Linked DNA regions of Gossypium hirsutum: region 2 is linked to region 1. Evidence: chromatin contacts called from public Hi-C data. All regions are on one chromosome and are shown on one strand. The core of a region is the stretch at or near the end of the contact, and the rest is flanking DNA. Distances in the headings are between cores, read along the strand shown. Region 1 holds the start of LOC107920363 (rubisco accumulation factor 1.1, chloroplastic). Region 2 holds the start of LOC121225433 (probable aldo-keto reductase 1).

What was found. Hi-C and Micro-C count contacts between places; a contact is called where the count stands out from the background.
Region 2: a contact with region 1 is called in a Hi-C map of leaf, with 1.9 times the contacts expected there. The contact joins the promoter of LOC121225433 here to the promoter of LOC107920363 in region 1. A contact is called at or near these places in 2 of 34 Hi-C or Micro-C datasets (hypocotyl and leaf).

Annotation. Positions count from the first base shown.
Region 1 is chrD13:35,469,268-35,472,326 of Gossypium_hirsutum_v2.1, forward strand. It overlaps LOC107920363 (rubisco accumulation factor 1.1, chloroplastic), which reads left to right and starts at 1,357. Exons shown (of 1, transcript XM_016850042.2): 1 at 1,357-3,047. The coding sequence starts at 1,457. The coding sequence ends at 2,794.
Region 2 is chrD13:36,254,369-36,257,358 of Gossypium_hirsutum_v2.1, forward strand. It overlaps LOC121225433 (probable aldo-keto reductase 1), which reads left to right and starts at 1,410. Exons shown (of 8, transcript XM_041109728.1): 1 at 1,410-1,614; 2 at 2,019-2,072; 3 at 2,075-2,188; 4 at 2,290-2,493; 5 at 2,583-2,755; 6 at 2,838-2,934. The coding sequence starts at 1,552.

The DNA of each region.
Region 1 (3,059 bases), core at 107-2,606:
ATTTTTCTCCACCAAAGTGTTTTCAATTTCATTCATAAATAATTCTTTTCACAGTCATTGTGGGTATGATGACTCGACATTTACTTGTCACTTTATTACTTGTTGCGATTGTGTACAGTTGCACATTTCCGTCGTTCCAGCAGCTCCTATTGAAGAGCTAGTTGTTGTTCGAACCGCGCCTCCTGAGCGGCCTTATATTCCCTCATAAACTCATTTGCTCTTGAAGGTCTAGGAACTGCTACGAGGGTGCTTGTTGGTTGAAAAGGAGTGGCAACCCCTGACCAATAGAGATATTCAAGTCCAAAGGGCCAGAAGTTCTCCGATAGACCATATTGTTGAGATTTTCTAGTCTATCAGCAAACCACCCGACAAATAAGTTTGTTTCGTTGTGCTGGTCATTAGAGCCTGATGCTCTGGCTTGTCTTGATGAAGATTTGAAAGGGAAATTTTCACTTAGGTGAGCCATTTGCTTCGAAAACTGAAGAACACTTAATCAAACTCAAAAAAATCTGATGATCAGAAGTCTGTCCGCGTTCACTGCACCAATTGTTGAGTAATATTTTCTCGTGTCTTATTGATAGGAGTGTTCGGGTATTTATACATGTTGTTACGGATGTTAATACAGCTCATGATGGCCCCACTATTTTGTATTGACTCTGCCGCCTCTAGTATTGACATTCTGTTGGGCACGTGTCTATGTAGCACACGGTCCTTTTCGTCTCTGGGCGGACTCCACGCCTACTGGACACATGTCTAGGTGGCCTGAGGAGCACGTGATCCTTTCTGCAAGCTCATTGGATGTATGCGAGCCGAGATCATGGCCTTCCTTAAGTTCCTGCAAGCTAGATCTTCGGCCTTGCCTTGCAAGCTAGGTCCTTGGCTCTGCTTTGTGAGCTGGGTCCGCAAGCTTGCTTTGTTGTCCTCTCGTGGTTCGCCTCGCACTTGATCTTCTGGCGGGACTTATCTAAGTCATAGGTTGGAGACTCGAATCCTTTCTAAGACTTGGATCGATGACTACTCATGTATAACAAACATATTGTCACTTTTACAACTCTTTTCACATTTCAAATTCCTCTCATAATATTTATTATCTGATTATAATTTTCATTGTGGTATCGAATTAACGTGGGGGTGGCGTCAAATGCTTACATCAGTAGGGAAAAGGCTAGCAGAAAATTATGAAAATGTGAGCAGTAAGTAAGCATCGAAGAATTAAAATCCAACCCTGCTCAATCCAACTTAATTCCCCCACTATTTAACATGGTGGACTAGTTGAGTTTATCCATAAACTACCTACCAAATGGGCTATTTGAAGCTCTAACGGTCTTAAGCCCATAATGTACTCTTTTACATAGATATTTTTCAGTTGTTAGAATAGATAAGGCAAACCTTGCAGGCTTCAAAGCTGACCTCCATTCCTCTCTGCAAATATTCTACCTTCATTAATTCTCTAACCATGCTCTCTTCAACCTCTTTGAACCCCATCACCAATCCCAAAATTCCCTTCTTTTCTTCTTTTTCAATCCAAAGCCCATCTCTTTTATCCTTTCATCTTCCTTTCTCACCTTCAAAAACCCTCTTAAAACCCATCTCAGCTACTCTGATCCCCTCCACTCCTCCGCCTCAACAGCAACAACTTTATCAACCTTTTAGGCCACCTCCATCTCCACTCCCTCCTAAATTCCGGTCACTTGACGCTCAAGGTCGCTTAGATGTCTTAGCCAACCGGAATGGCCTTTGGTTTGAATATGCGCCACTTATCCCTTCTCTTTACCAGGAAGGTTTCTCACCTCCTTCAATAGAAGAAATAACTGGGATCACTGGGGTTGAGCAAAATAGACTGATAGTTGCTTCCCAGGTAAGAGAATCTCTTATTCAATCCAAAACTGATGAAGATGTTATGTCGTTTTTTGATACTGGTGGTGCTGAATTGCTTTATGAGATAAGGCTTTTAAGTGCTTCCCAAAGGGCTGAAGCTGTTCGATATATAGTTGAAAATGGTTTGGATGCTAAAGGTGCACAAGATTTGGCTAGAGCTATGAAGGATTTCCCAAGAAGGAAAATGGATAAAGGTTGGAAAAGTTTTGAATATGGGCTTCCAGGGGATTGTTTGTCATTTATGTATTATAGGCTAAGTAGGGAACATAGAAATCCTTCTGAACAAAGAACAGCTGCTTTAATGCAAGCATTGCAAGTGGCTGAGTCTGAGAGTGCTAAAAAAGAGGTTTCAGAAGAGTTGGAAGGTGGGGAAGACGAAAAACCAGAGAAAGATGATGATTTGGAATATAGGGTTCGAGTTCCAGTTGTTAGGATGCAGTTTGGTGAAGTTGCTGAGGCTACTCGTGTGGTAGTTTTGCCTGTTTGTATGGCGGAGGAGGATACCAAGGAGCTTTTGGAAGCACCTTTGGAATATAGAAGTGGAGGGGATTTTGGTGTGGTGGAGGCTGAGAAAGGATGGAAGAGGTGGGTGGTTTTGCCAAGTTGGGAACCGCTTGCGGGGTTAAGGCATGGAGGAGTTGTAGTGGCATTCAGTGATGCCAGAGTTATACCATGGAAGTCAAACAGGTGGTATAAGGAAGAGGCTATTTTGGTGGTTATGGATCGGAATAGAAAGGAGGTCGAAGTTGATGCTGCGTTTTACTTGGCGATGGTTGATGGGGGCGGGTTGAAGGTGGATACAGGATCAGCATTGAAGGAAATGGGTGTGAAGGAGTCTCTAGGAACTGTGGTATTGGTGGTCAGGCCACCAAAGGAAGAATCTGATGATCAATTGAGTGATGAAGATTGGGAATGAAAAGAACCGAAAGTGAGTGATTTTGTTTTAATCCTGATTGCAAATAGAGATTACTGGAGGCATAATAATGGTGCTTCAGTTCAATGCCCTTGTAGCTACATTTCTGCGACATTCTAGTTGTTGCCAAATGATTTAGCCAATGAACTTCAGTATAATACTCTGCTGCATTATTAGCAAGAGGCAGTTCACTGTTTGTTTTATATACATTTAAAGCATGAATTGATTCTACTACAAATATCATCCTTTCTGTTAATTGTGTACCTGA
Region 2 (2,990 bases), core at 160-2,659, 790 kb after region 1:
ATTAATACAAAAATTTCAAACAAAAAAATATTAAATAAAATGGATAGGTAAGTAGTTACTTTATCACTTACTTATCTCTTTATTTAAGGTGATTACTTCAATGAATTGATGTTTAATGTAAATAATCATTCTTAAAACAAATTAACAATAAACTAAATTAATATAAATATATATAATAAATAACCTATCAAAATAATATTTAAAATATAATAAATTAATATTCAAACTATGATGAATTGTTATATTGTTTTAACGTTAAATATTCTGATTCTAAATTAATTAAATATTTTTAAAATTCTTTTTCAATTAAATTAAAATTTCAAAACATTAATGAATTTATAATTAACATATAAAAATAACTATACATTGTGCAAATGTACAAATTAGTATAATATATATTTGAAAGGTATAAAAACATGAATTTATTAAATCTAAAATTATTACTAATAATTATCTAAAAATTTATTATATTTTAAAAATTTACTATTCCATCTACACTTTTGAAATCTAAATCTATATAGCAAAATATAAGTTCCCAAACATTAACCAAGTTATTATGTATCATATTAAACTCAAAACACAAACACAATGGGTACAGTTTAACAAAATATAAATAAAACCTCAATGTCGGCCACCTTTCTCAGATTTTCTTTTATATCTATTACTTTGAGCTTACCCTGAGTAAATAGTATTCCGTTACATCATTTTTATTAATTTGATTTTTATCTAAATCTATCATTGATTTCCAAAAACATCTAAACTTTTCTTTTTAACAAAAATTTATATTAAAATATTAATTTCTTAACGATGTTGAGTGGTAACTAGCGTAACAATTCACCAATACTTCATATTGATATAACACTATTTGCCTTATATATTACGTCAATAAATAATTTTAAAATTATAGAAACATTTAAAATTTAAAATTTAAAATAAAGTTCATAAAAATTTAAAAAAATAGCATGAAATACACATAGATTGCCATGTGAACTGTCATGTTTAAGAATTTAACTTTTCAATTAGTATTTCAATTAAAAATAATAATTAGACTCATTTTAAAACGTTAATGATTAATTTTTACTCTATTAAAGGGTTGTGGGCTAAATTTAACTTTAAAAAATAGTAATGACCAAATTAACAAAATATGTAAATGATAAAGGCTAAATTTAAGTATAGCTACTCATATGTATACAAAACAAGATCTAAAATCGATTATTAAATTAGATTAGTCTTTGGCTAGCAGGATGCACCAATGGTCTAGTGGTACAATAGTACCCTGCCACGGTACAGACCCGGGTTCGATTCCCGGCTGGTGCAATAATTTCTCCTTTCTTTTCTTTTTTCTTTCGAGTGAAAAATAAAAAATGTAACTGCCAAGTAGGAAGCTACAATTGGACAACGTTTTGACGTTCGGTTAGAGACAGTGCCATTTTCTCTTCAATTTCAATCATCCCACAGCTACCTCTTAACTCAACTACTTCCATTCCCAACCAATTTCACTTTTTAATAACAAAAACAGAACACAGAAGTTGGAGCAGAGATTATTCAGACATGGCGCAACCAGATTACTTGTTACAAATCCCCACAGTCAAACTGGGCACCCAAGGACTTGAGGTATGGTTTTCTTTATTTTTATTTTTCTCATTTCAGTTTGTTGGATTAAAACCCAATCTTATATATGTTGTAATACTTGTCAAAAGTTTTCAACTTTCTGGCACTCATAAGCAAACCGTGTAATGCAGATTTGAGAAATTACTGATTTTTATCGAATGGGTTTTATTTGAAAGCCGTTGGCTTTATCAAAAGTAGGTTTTTTTCTAATGATATGGTGGAAGTGGTAGTTAGTGTTGCAAATATTAGTATTCCGATTTAGATCTGTTGGATGCCGTAACTGAATGAACCAAATTTCCCAAACTTAATGACTAACTGTGACACAAATCATGGGTCCAATCAAGATGTTTTGAGACCTCTATGTTGTTACACGAACTGGGACATTTTTTTTTCTTTTCTTTAAACAGGTTTCCAAGTTGGGTTTTGGATGCATGGGTTTAACTGGAATCTACAACTCACCTCTCTCTCTGAGGATGAAATCATATCAATCATTAATCACGCCTTTGCTAAAGGAATCACTTTCTTTGACACGGCTGATGTTTACGGAGCGCATACCAATGAAGTTTTGGTTGGCAAGGTCAGTTTTGTTTCTGATTGTTTATAAAATGTAATATAACATAATCAAGAAGCTGTAGTTTACATAAATGCGAACTAAAGACAAGTTTATACCACTTTCAGGCCTTGAAACAATTACCAAGAGAAAAAATTCAACTAGCCACCAAGTTCGGTATTGCAGGGATGGCACCTACTGGTATGATCGTGAAAGGTAGTCCTGAGTATGTCCGGTCGTGCTGCGAGGCGAGCTTGAAGCGTCTCGATGTCGATTACATCGATCTCTATTATCAGCATCGGGTGGACACGTCGGTACCTATAGAAGAAACCGTGAGTAAATCTCTTCTTTCCTTGTGCTATGTGGTTGAGGAACTGATCTACTTTATTTTATTAAAACCACATTGTTGTTAAAAATGCAGATGGGTGAACTTAAGAAACTGGTTGAAGAGGGAAAAGTCAAATACATCGGATTATCTGAATCCAGTCCCGATACAATACGGAGAGCACATGCTGTTCATCCGATCACAGCAGTCCAAATGGAGTGGTCGCTCTGGACTCGTGATATTGAGGATGAGATTGTTCCTCTTTGCAGGTTAGGTTTTGAAGATAAAAGTCCAGATTCTGATGTATATATATATGTATATATTCCAGTATATGATGGATTTACCTAACAGGGATCTTGGTATTGGAATAGTTCCTTATAGCCCCCTTGGTCGAGGATTCTTCGGTGGTAGAGCAGTAGTGGATAGTTTATCTGCAGGAACTTTCTTGGTACTGGATTCATTTCCATTTCTTTAACAAGTTAAGTATTGCTTGTTCTGCTAATG